Linked DNA regions of Canis lupus: region 1 is linked to region 2. Evidence: chromatin contacts called from public Hi-C data. All regions are on one chromosome and are shown on one strand. The core of a region is the stretch at or near the end of the contact, and the rest is flanking DNA. Distances in the headings are between cores, read along the strand shown.

What was found. A called contact is a pair of places that touch in the nucleus more often than the background predicts.
Region 1: a Hi-C map of amygdala shows a contact between it and region 2, with 6 times the contacts expected there. The contact joins the enhancer-like site here to the promoter of PPP1R12A in region 2. A contact is called at or near these places in 2 of 9 Hi-C or Micro-C datasets (amygdala and skin fibroblasts).

The regions. Positions count from the first base shown.
Region 1 is chr15:22,838,752-22,844,763 of UU_Cfam_GSD_1.0, reverse strand. No RefSeq gene overlaps it. Among named protein-coding and RNA genes, the nearest start is that of OTOGL, 19 kb to the left of the region's middle. Within about 2 kb of position 2,838, at least 5 of the 20 cell types and tissues checked have an H3K27ac peak or open chromatin away from gene starts, as enhancers often do.
Region 2 is chr15:22,649,294-22,655,294 of UU_Cfam_GSD_1.0, reverse strand. PPP1R12A (protein phosphatase 1 regulatory subunit 12A) reads left to right here and starts at 4,192. Exons shown (of 26, transcript XM_038558529.1): 1 at 4,192-4,428. The coding sequence starts at 4,192. LOC111098888 (a long non-coding RNA gene) reads right to left here and starts at 3,712. Exons shown (of 8, transcript XR_005370399.1): 1 at 1,579-3,712.

The DNA.
Region 1 (6,012 bases), core at 1,589-4,088, 190 kb before region 2:
AGTTCATGATAATTTGCTCATTGTCACGGAGCTAGTGAGTAGCAGAGGTGGGACCAGGACTCATTCACACTGGCTGACCCCAAGCCACCACTCTTTCTATTACAGTGTAATCCTTATAAAACTAACACCAAAGCCTTTATGAAACCAGTTGTCAATAAAGTCTTCATATCTTGTCTCAGGAAAAAGACAACTGTTTGGACATGGCATTCTTATTTTGAAGAAGAAACAACACACTAAATGAAACTTTGTAAATTGTTTTTTTTTAAATTTAAACTCAACTAGCCAAGTATAAAAAAATAGATAAATAAAACTTAATAAATTGTTAACAATATTCGGTTCTTGAGAGTAACTTTGAATATGTTAAGAGACACATTAAATGGTTTTTAAAAATTCACTTAGTGCTTCCCTTGTTTCAAAAGGGTATCTGGGCAATATCCAATCATTTTAAAGCCACAAAGTAAAACAGACTTAAGGGGTGTCTTAGGAGCCCGGATGGACCCATTCTGGAGGGGAGACAGAGGACTCAGGCCTACAGATGGAACCACCCAGACTCCTCCCAGCCCACTAGCTAAAGCTCATGGAAAGCTCATGGGAAGCCAGCCTCATCTGAGAAGCAGCCCTGCTAGGGAGATGGCCTCCTTTGTTTGCTGCAGCCTTACCAAGGCTCCTCCTGGGAAAAGCATGAACTACAAAGTAAAGGAAGAACTATTTTTAAAAAGGGACCACTAAGAATACTACCACTAAACAAAACTCGCATTAAATCTCAAACGGAGCTGTAAGGGTTCACTTTGCCCCTGGTTTTGGCAACTTTAACTCATGACTAGATTCTTCCCAAACTACAAGCATGGATTTGATGCCAGGGATACCTTGAGCCCAAAAGAAAGAGTAGACGTTGGCTTTAATTAGTTTTTATGCTTCTTTGTATTTCGTATTTTTCCTCCTATGCATTAAATTATTTAAAAATTGTCTTAGTTGAAAAAAAAAAATTGTCCTAGTTGAAGTATGTATTTTACTAGATGTGGGCCATTTGAGATGTGGGGCACATCCTATTCTCAAAGAGTTCAGCAAATATCAGTGCATGTGTAGAGCGGCCTAACGAGTCATGTCCCAATAAAACTGCAGGGAAGATACTTGCTAATAATGTCATTATGTGCAAAAAATAAATCATAGAAACAACAGCACTGTCATATATCTGAATTAAAAATGGAGAATCTATGATATTTCAGCCTGCTATATAAAATGGCGCCAGGGGAGCTATGGCCAGCTCTGGCAGGAGCCAAATCAGGAGACCCTGCCAACCTATGTCCCCTACTTCCCATCACCTAAGCTACACTAGTGGTCCACTTAAGCCTCAGGAAAAAGTAGAAAACAGTTCTGGGTGAGTCTTCCCATTACAAAAGGCCACTGCTAGGAGAAAGATGAGAATCCAAGGGTCACTTTCCCCATAGGCTCACTTTCCCCATGGAATAATGTGGTTCAGGTGCATCATATGGTGATTCTTAAACCCAGCCTATACATTTTGTATGATCTTAGAGAGCCCCACCCAGACAATGAGATGCTAATCTCTGGATGTGGGACCCAGGCATCACTACTTCATTTTTAAGCTCCCTCAAGTGATTCTAATGCAGTTTTGTGGATGGACACACCCTGGCCAATGTTCTATGTTCTATGGCACGACTTTTGTGATCAATCCCTTTTCGTCTTCCATGCAAACATATGTCAGTTTCAGAAGTCGCCTAGAAATTTGCTTCTTCCAAGAAATGAATTAGCACTAAATAAGTTTTGTTAAAGGAGGCAAGAGATGTTAAAGAAAAGGAAAAGCTGAAGAAAGCCAGTTGCATTCTTATGAGACTTAACCAATTTCCCAGCTGCTGGGTCTTGTTTCGTCAATTGGTCAAAGATTGGATATTCTTTGTTTTACTAAGAAGCGTGCTTCAAAGAAAATAAACATTAAGTTAAAGACAGTGTTGGGTAAAAAGATTATTCAACTGGGATTCACAAAATCTGGTTCATGTTTAGCAGTTAATAGTTGTGGGACGTGGGACTTTGAACTTATCACTCTATCGCTCATTTTCCCATCAGAAAAATGGAATAATATACAGTACTTCCTTCTTCAAAACTCTCTCTTCATCTGGGTATCTATTTGTGATCCATTCATCAAAGTAACTTAAAGGATGCCAGAAGTGGTGGAGTAGACCTTGTAACTCACGTAAAGACATTAGGTTAGAGAGACCAAGTTATAAAACCCTTAGAAGATTAAACACATAAAATAATCAAAGCAATGCTGTGGGAAAGCTTCACTCAAACTAAAATACTGAAATGTCTGTGGAGGATCGATTGTTTATGATCCTATTCTCTAGAGACTGAAATTCTTCGGATACACCAGATGGTTTTATTTATACAGCAAAAGTTCAGCTCCAGTGAGGTGCTGCTTGCAAATTCACACACAAATGAAAGAACCCCTATTTATGGATGTGTACATATCTTTACTCACACGAGGGATTTTCCATTGTTTCTTATGGACCTTTAAATTTTAGAAAGTTAAAGAGACAACCCACCACACTGAAAAGGAACAATTTAACACAGCCTTGTATGGAGCTCCTCTACCCAAATGCAGGACAAACCTCATTTAATTCACTCTTTGATGTTCATGTACAATCCTATCTCCTCAAATGGCATTCCTGAAAATTAAAAAGGAAAACTCAACCCTCTCCTCATCTGAATATTTCAAGCTGCATCCTGTGTCAGCTCCTGGCACTGAGTCAGCCTTGTCAGCCCAATTTAGAGCATGTGGCGCTGATCCAACTCATTGTGGCTGTTTGTGGTCCTCAGATCGGGTTTCAAAAAAGAAGGGGCAGCAATCCGGTGACCTTCTCAAGATAGTAGAGGACAACTCTGGTCATGATTGGCACCTGACCTTTCTGCTAACATTAGCTCCTAATCAAAGATGGTGCCAAGATGGCATCTGACACCAGCCCACAAACCTTTCCGTGCTCCTGCAAGAGCTGTGGAGCATCCTGTCGCCCGCTGAGTTTCGGTTTTAGAATGCCTTTCCCTTTCAGAGCCAAGGAAGTTTGGTTTCATTGACATTTGAGATAAAGCTCACAGTCGGCCTTAATTGAGCTTTCCTGTTATTTATAGTGTGTGTGCCTATTTACTATTCATTGTCTTTATACCTAGTGGGGTTCAACGTGATTCCTAACAATGGCATGGTTATGAAGCTCTAAAATTAACAATCCCAGACATTCGTTTCATAACCAAGAAACCTCAGTCTCTTGGGATCTTTTTCCTGTGCATCTCTCATCCTGTCATCTTTGCTTTAAAATGTGACCATTACCCTTCCTGGGCTCCAAGTCATCATTCCTCTCAGTTTCTGCTGGATCTTCAAGACTGGCTCAGACAGGGTCACTAACTGGCACCCAGCAAGGTCTACACAACCACACTTTACCTCCTAGGCCAGGCTCCATTATTTCCTGCATGACCAAATACCAAGTTATCAGTGTGAAAAAATGATCTTGGCTCTTGCCTCAGTATCCCTTAAATCAAGGAGCTATCTTTAACCTTACAGGGCTTTTAGGGAATGCTTGTCCTTTGTCCATCCCCTAAATTTTACATAAAAGTCCGTGTTGAGATCTGGAGATTTTTGGAGCTCTGGAAGCATTCAAAGTAACTATTGGCTTTACTTCAGCTCTGAGCATACGCGTAATATATGATTTGAATCAGAGGAGTTCCAAGTTTTCAATACAGAATTTTATCTTCTTTCTATCTCCCCAAACAATCTTTGAAGCTACATGAAATGAGAAAAGAGGATGGAATTATTTCATCCAGCCTGTTTGTTTCCACGAGGGTTCTAACCAAAAGGAAAAGATGAGTCATTCAGCATCCTTCCTTATTTGGTGGTTTGGACTCTGGGCTACTTAAACCAAAAGAGGGCAGCACTTCATGGGTTTTGAATTCACAGGAAGCAAAACTTCAGATCTTAACTGAACTCTTTACCTTCAGCGTGGCACTGCACATGGTGGTGTGTGGAATATAGAGATGAATAAGACATGCGAGAATTTAAATATGCAGGAATCAGGAAAGAAGAAAGCGCTGGGGTAGCAGAATAGCTATGAGTTGGGAAATGGTGGAGGATAAATTTGGAAATAAAGAATGGGTTTAGGGATCCCTGGGTGGTGCAGCGGTTTGGCGCCTGCCTTTGGCCCAGGGCGCGATCCTGGAGACCCGGGATTGAATCTCACGTCGGGCTCCTGGTGCATGGAGCCTGCTTCTCCCTCTGCCTGTGTCTCTGCCTCTCTCTCTCTCTCTCTGTATGTGACTATCATAAATAAACAAAAATTAAAAAAAAAAAAAGAATGGGTTTAGATTGTGAGAGTCCCTTAAATATTAGGCATTTAACCTTGATTTAGAATGTAGTGGGGAGCCCTCAAAAATTTTCATCAAGTGAGTAATATGATTAGAGCTCTGTTTGGGGAAGATACATCTGATAGGGATGTTCTGAGGAGACTGAATAGGATGAGACCAAAAGGCAGGCAGAAAAATAGATGGGAAAATAATACAAAGAATATCCAGGAGGGACAAAGGTCTAAACCAGAGATGTGGTGGCAGGAATGGAAAGGTGAGACCTGATGGGAGAGGGAATGCAAAGGAGGAAAAAATGTCTTCAGTGGAGTAGATATTGGGAGAAAGGAACAAGGAAAAGCCCAGAGTTTTCTATCTGAGAGTTGGGCATATGTTAGAAAGTTTAACCGGAGCTGGAAAGACAGGAGGAAAGATCTTTTTGAAAACATTTTAGGCTGAGTTAACATTATTATGTTGTAGGCCAAGTTAACATTATTATGTTGCCAAAACACAAGAGGGGTTGGGTGCAAATACGTGGAAAGGCGTGACCTCAAGGACTATCTTAAAACGAAAAAATAGCTCAAAATATATACTCCACTGTTCTTGTTTTATTCACTTGAATATATGGCCCACTGGCAGATATAGCTTTGGACTTTATAGCCTATGTGTCTATGTCCTCTTGGCTTTATATAACTCAACTTACCTGTGGCTTCATTATACTCTCTTTATGTTTGTTTCTTACAGTAGTGCCACCTCAGATCCTTTTGTGAATAAACTGGAATAAGCACCCATTAATCAATTTGTGCATTATGTTTTTCTACACAGACTCTAAAGACATCCTTCTGAAGCAAGCACATAGATTCTCTCAGTACGATGCATATCACTAACATGTCCTGAAAAGTAATGCGAAGGTACTCAACTAAAAGCTTTATACCTATCATTTCATTTAATCCTATGACTAATAAAACAGCCTTATGAGGTCGTTCCACTAGTATCTCATTTTACAGGTAAAGAAATTGACACCGTGAGGTTAATTAACATGTAAGAGGCAGAGCTTGCATTATAACCCAGGTAGCCTTCTCCCAAAGTCAATGTCCCTAACCACTTTGCTTACTGCCTCTGTCTAGGTTGCCCTTATCATTGCGTCATCTCTGTTCTCCTGGTTCTTCTCTCCACATTCTATGTCCACTGTACGATGCTACTTCCCCATGTTGAAGGAACATTGGCTCCCAGGGCCAATGTCTTCAACCAGAAAGCTTCAGTGCTTCCTAGCATAGAGAATGACTTAGCAGGTGTAAGAAAAGGTGTAAAAATTACTCCATTATTTTTAAGTTGAATTCATTCTGTCTCTGAGCCCCCACACATCAGGTTAGAAGAGTAACAGTCCTATGTCCACTCATTTGAGAGATTTGGTTCCTCCATCTATGAAATCATATCAGAATCCTCTCAAGATATCAGGGAAAAAATGAAAGGGAGAAACTTTTCGGCCATCCAATTTGCTTATAAATAAGCATCCCAATGTTTTAAACAACTGCTAATACATTAGCAATGACCAAGCCTATGGCTTCAATCTTTCCTGTCTTGAGCTCCAGATCAATATATCTAATTGCCTATAGATAAACCCAAAACTACAAATTTAGCATATTTAAAACTAAACCAAATTCATGTCCC
Region 2 (6,001 bases), core at 2,943-5,442:
TGTGATAGAACACTTACCCTGAAGGGTTAAAAGCAAGATACCCTTCACAGTAGTGTGTCTTTGGGTCTGGGGAGTGAGGCTGACTTTGTAACCTAGAGTCAAGGAAACAGGTTAGATACTATGATCTAGGCATCAGGTTGATCTAAAAGTAGAGTCTGAAGCAATTTAGGGTGATTCAGGGTTGGTCCCAGTCAACAATCCGGGTGGGACTGGATATTTTATGATGCTGGTTAGACTGTAAACTTTTCTTCGGGTTTCTAAAAACATTTGGAAGAAATTATTATACAATGGAAGAGAGGCTAGCCCAGATGTAGAGTACAGGAGATATGACCAAACTGCCTTCCTGACTATTCTATTCTTAACTGTATAAATGTAAATTGGCATTTCAGGTTTGAATTAGGGATGAGAACTTAAAGGTATGACTTAAAAGTATATATCGATATCTTACACACACTTTGTACCAAAATGCATTTCCAATTGTGTATTAAAAGTTAATAGGGAAAAAGATTCACTGAACAGAAAGTTGATTCATAGAATATTTGGTATGCTACATTGTATTAGTCATATATATCTTCACTATTATAAAGATTGTAAAGGCTGGCAAAGCAGTGAGCCATCAATTAAGCCAAGAAACATGTAGATCCCGAGAGTTCTTAACTATTTTAAGATTTATTTATGTTGAGAGAGAGACAGAGAGAGAGAGAGAAAGCACACACCCAGAGCAGGAGGGCAGAGGGAAAGAAGCTTCAAGCAGATTCCTCATTGAGTGCGCAGCCCAACATGGGGCTTGATCTCCTAAAATCATGACCTGCCCAAACCAAGAGGCAGGTACCTAACCAACTGAACCACCCAACACCCCTTAACTATCTTCTTTACTAAAGATTAACTTCTTTTTATGTGTAAGAAAGTTTTTACAATCTGGCAATTAACCAGTCTTTTAGTGAACAAAAGGCTAATTCTGAGATTTTTATTTTTTGCTTGGGTTGACTTTAAAATTTTTCTTTTCCCGTTCTGTGTTCACATATTACAATATAATCAAATATATTTTTAAGTTTAGAATAATTCATAAGTAAAACAAGTCTCCACATTGTGTACGTTGGTACTAAGTTAAGGCCATACACACACAAGCTTTTGTGTCTATGTTGTTATATTCTCTAGTTGTTTTTCTAATAATAAACCTGAATGCAAGTGTAGTATGTTATTGCTGGACTCTTTAGGTAATGATACATGGGAGAGAGAGCATAGAAAAATACTTATGCTTCTTGTATGTAAGCATTTAAAATAATGATTTAATTAAAAATTCTTGGCCAGCCTGGGTGGCTCAGCGGTTTAGCGCTGCCTTTGGCCCAGGGCGTGATCCTGGAGTCCTGGGATCGAGTCCCACGTCGGGCTCCCTCATGGAGCCTGCTTCTCCCTCTGCCTGTGTTTCTGCCATTCTCTCTTTCTCTGTCTGCCGTGAATGGATGAATAAAATCTTTTAAAAAAAATTCTTCAAATTGATCACAAGTAACAGATAGTTGGGGATATCTGAAGTGGAATTAGGTTTTTTAAAGGATGCATATTCTAGGGGACACCTACCTGGCTCAGGTGGTTGAACATGTGACTCTTGGTCTTGGGGTTGTGAATTCCAGCCCTATGTGGATACAGAGATTACTTAAAAATAAAATCTTAAAAAAAATTCCTTTTTGACAACTTCCTGCATGTAATTAAGACCCCCAATATGATAAACGACTTGCTGCAGCAAAAACCATTTAGCAAATTAATATAGTTCAATTTTTATTTTGTATTTTCATTTCTTCTGCTTAAAGTTTGAGGTTCACTCAGTTACTAAAGTTTTATGAAGTGATTAGCTTTGTGTTGTTTTTTAATTAAGAAGTTTTGTCTCTTCTGGAATTAACCATAGGTCTTCAGTATTCATTCAATAATAACATTTAAAAAAATCTTCCTTCCGAAAGCAAAGCAGGTGCCAGTTTAAGAGTACCTCCAAATGAGATGAATATGGAGTTACTGATCCTCAGAGCCAGAGAAGGAAACATTAACAGCCCAGGTGGGTTTTTGCTGTGTTTGTTTTGTTGACTGGTAGCCTTTGGTAACTGATACTTAGCTATTTATGTTTTATTAATAAACTTTCACTTGCTTTACTTATTAATTCTACATTTTGAAGTACTTGAATCAGAAATAGCAAACTTTCCATCAAACTCTTGTCCAAATGAAAACTTGAGATACCAACCGTATTCCAGAACACTTTTAAGGGCCACCAAATAGACCATAACATTTTTTGGGAAACAGGGTAAGTTAATTATGGCAAAGCAGTGAGCTATCAATTAAGCAAAGGGGCATGTAGATCCCAAGAGTTCTTAACTATTTTATTTTCAGCTTTTCTAGGTAGACAGAGGAAGAGCTGTACTCTGGAGTTCTTCAATGAATAGAAATTTTGTATTTCAGCACTAACAGTTCTTCAGCACCTAACACTATCATTATTCAAAGGCCTGATATTGCCTTTGGTGCATTATATACACATTACACTCACTTTCTATTTCTACAGTACTTCCAGGGGTAATAGTTTTACCCTCATTTGGGTTCTGCTACGATCCTAGTAATAATTGCAGTTCAGAAAATTCAGTCTTACAGGCAAGTGACTTCCTACATGCATTTTACTCAATCATTTCATTTCTCAATACGCCAGGCTGCAGGGTAGTCGACTGGTGGATAAGGAAAGCTGCATCCCCAGGATCTAGAACGATCCCTGACCCAGCAGCACAGGTGCAAAATGTTTGCTGAAGGCACCCTAGTCCTGCTCCCGAATAAAACCAGTTTCCGGCACTCGGTCTAGATAAATCCCTAAAGCTCCATTTGACGGTAAAAATTTAAACCCAAATCTCTTACTTTGGCTCTACATGTTCTAAAAACATGCAGTGTCTGAAAACAGGGGAAGCGTCTAGAAAAACAGCAATTGGTGAAGACCTCAGCTAGATGGCTTGAAATGCTTCAGGTATTTCTTGCAAGTCGTGTGTGTGGTTGTCAAGACAAAGATTAAAAAAATAATAAAATTAAATAACCCTGTTTTTAAAGATGATAATGAATTGCAAACTTTTTTAAAACATGTGACCTCAGAAGGTGGCTTAAATAGGTCATTACAGTCAAGGGGTCGCCAATGCCTAAAACAATGACTGGCTCAGGGTAAATAATCAAGAAACCCCAATCGAGTTGGTTTGCGTAGTATTAACGTTCCTTTGAAGCCCCAGAAGCAGCTGGGGCTTTACCCATCCTTAGAAAGCGACGGAGCTGGAACCAGAAATCCCTTAAAAGGTTAGGACGAGGAACAAGGCTGAGCAAGGCGGGAAGGGTAAGAGGGCTCGGGAGAGTTAAGAAAAAAAAAACAAAAACAAAAGCAAACAACAACTACAAAAAAACCAAAAGACACAACAGGGCAACAGCAAACAAGCCAGAGAGGAGAGAGCCGTGTGTGCAGCGGAGGTTGGCAGGACGCCACCGCCGGGTCACCGCGGGTCACCCCGGGGGCCGGGCGGGCACCCGGGAGAGACACCTCCGCAAGAGAGACCGCCGGCGCCTAGCTCACGTCCTCGCCTCCATCCCCGCCGGGCCGCGCAGCCAGCAGGAGGGTCCTCCCCGCCGAGCCCGTGCCAGGCGGGGACAACCTTCCCGACCCGTCTCCGCCCTTCCAGGTCGGTCCCCGCCCCCCTCCCCCCAGCGCGGCGGCCGGGACCACACCCGCTTCCCTCCGGTGGCCCGGCCGCCCTCGCCGCGGCTCGCGGGAGCGCTCTTCCGGGGGCGGGGCTCCGGGGCCTCGCGCGCATGCGCACGGGCCGCTGGGCGCCTCCCTGCCCGGATCTCGCGAAGTTACGTTCGATCGTCCGCCGGTGACGGGCAGCGGGGGGCGGGGGGCGGGGAGCCGGAGCAGGGGTGGGAGGGGCGAGGAGGAGCGGAGGAGGGGGGAGGCGGGAGGGCTCCTGCGGTCGGAAGGGAGGTCCGCTCGGCCGGGCGCGCCGCCCCAGTGCTCTGTGGGATACTGGAAGTCTCGAGCGTCTCCTCCCGGCTCCCAGCCCTCCCCGGGCCCGCTCGCCTCGAAGCAGTCACACCCCCCCCCCCGCCGGCCCGCGCGTCCCTCGCCGCCTCCCCCTTCCCCCCCCGCCCCCCTCGCGATAAGAAGACCCGGCGGCAGGAGAGGGGATGAAGATGGCGGACGCGAAGCAGAAGCGGAACGAGCAGCTGAAGCGCTGGATCGGCTCCGAGACGGACCTGGAGCCTCCCGTGGTGAAGCGCCAGAAGACCAAGGTGAAGTTCGACGATGGCGCCGTCTTCCTGGCCGCTTGCTCCAGCGGCGACACGGACGAGGTCCTCAAGCTGCTGCACCGCGGCGCCGACATCAATTACGCCAATGTGGACGGGCTCACCGCCCTGCACCAGGTCCGTGCGCGGCCCCGCGGGCTCTCGCCGGCCTCCCGCCGCCCTCCGGGGCGCGGGGGTGGGGGGCGGCGGCGGGAGCCTCCCTGCTGCGGGGTGAGGGGGCGGCTTCCCGCGAGGGCGGGGGGGGGCGAGCCGCCGGGTGATTTCCGGGGCCGGGGGCGGCGCGGGGGCGCCCAGGACCGTTTGTGGACGTGCGGCTGGGGTTTGGGGTTTGGGGTCGAGACGGAGAGGAGTGTCCTGGGCTTGTCTCCGGGGGGTGTCCGTGCTGCGCTCGGACGACGGGGGATGCTCAAGGCAGCGACCCGCAAGGGGCGCCTAGGGACCCCGCAAGGGGCGCCTAGAGACCCAGAAGGGCCCTTAGGGACCCGCAAGGGGCGCTTAGGGACCCGCAAGGGGCGCTTAGAGACCCAGAAGGGGCGCTAGGGACCCCGCAAGGGGCGCTTAGAGACCCAGAAGGGGCGCTAGGGACCCGCAAGGGGCGCTTAGGGACCCTCGAGCGGATGGGCGGCCCCGGCTCAGAGGGTCGGCATGGGGTTTGCTGTCGTCTTTTTGGGGGGGACTCGATGACCAACGATGATGATACTAGGAGTCATCGAGAGCCCGGAGCCGAGCGCCGCAGCAGCGGACGGCTTCCTGTTGGCTTCTTTATTCCTCCTGGTCCCTGGGGAGGGGGAGATGGGGTGTAGCGAGCCGGCGGGCGAAGGGGAGGGGGCGCAGGTGGGTAAGGTAAGGGGGCGTCCGGCAGGGCTTGCCCCCTTCCCCCTCCCCCTCCCTCCCCCCGCCCCGCCCCGCCCCGCCCCGCCCGGGAGCGCGCCGGAGGTCCTGCAGCCCCGCGGCTCGGCGTGTGCACTGCTCAAAGCTTAGAGACGCGGGGAGAGGCGCGCGGGGCACGCTTTTCAGAGCCGGGCACCAGGATTTACCTTTGGGGGATGGGGAGGAAAAAAGCCGTTCACAAACTTTGCTCAAAATGGATGCTTTGTGCACGTTAAAGTTTTATAGTAGTCCGATTGGGATCTCTCAATGTTAGCCAAATAAGGAGAAACTATTGGCAATCCGGAGATAATGTTGCCCTGCCTTTAACAGGCCAAAAGCAACACCACCACGCAGAGCGCTGCATTTAAAAAAAAAAAAAAAAGCGATTTTTTTTTTTTTTTTTCAAGCGACGGTAGTAGGTGACAAGACCTAGAGACCCTTTTTCACATTTTCTTACTGGGTGACTTGGAATCACCGAGAAAACTGCTTGTGCAACAGTGGCCTTCCCTCCACCGGGAGATCTGCGGAGCTGCCTCGGAGTGCCTCGGTTATATGTGGAAGCTCACAGCTGTTTATTTTATTTAACACCCTAACAAAAACCCTGTTCAGAGGTTGAACCTTGAGGCTTTCATATATATATATATTTTTTTTAATTTTATGAATATTGTCTTGGGCTTTTTAAAGGTGTTGCGGTGGCATTTCCCTTTTTACCGCTTCCTGTTTGGTGGACGATGACCGTTTTTAAGTTTTATTTAATTGAATTCTCCTATCAAACTTGGCTTGTAGCCTTTGTTTACAGAGTTGACTGGATGGATTGAAA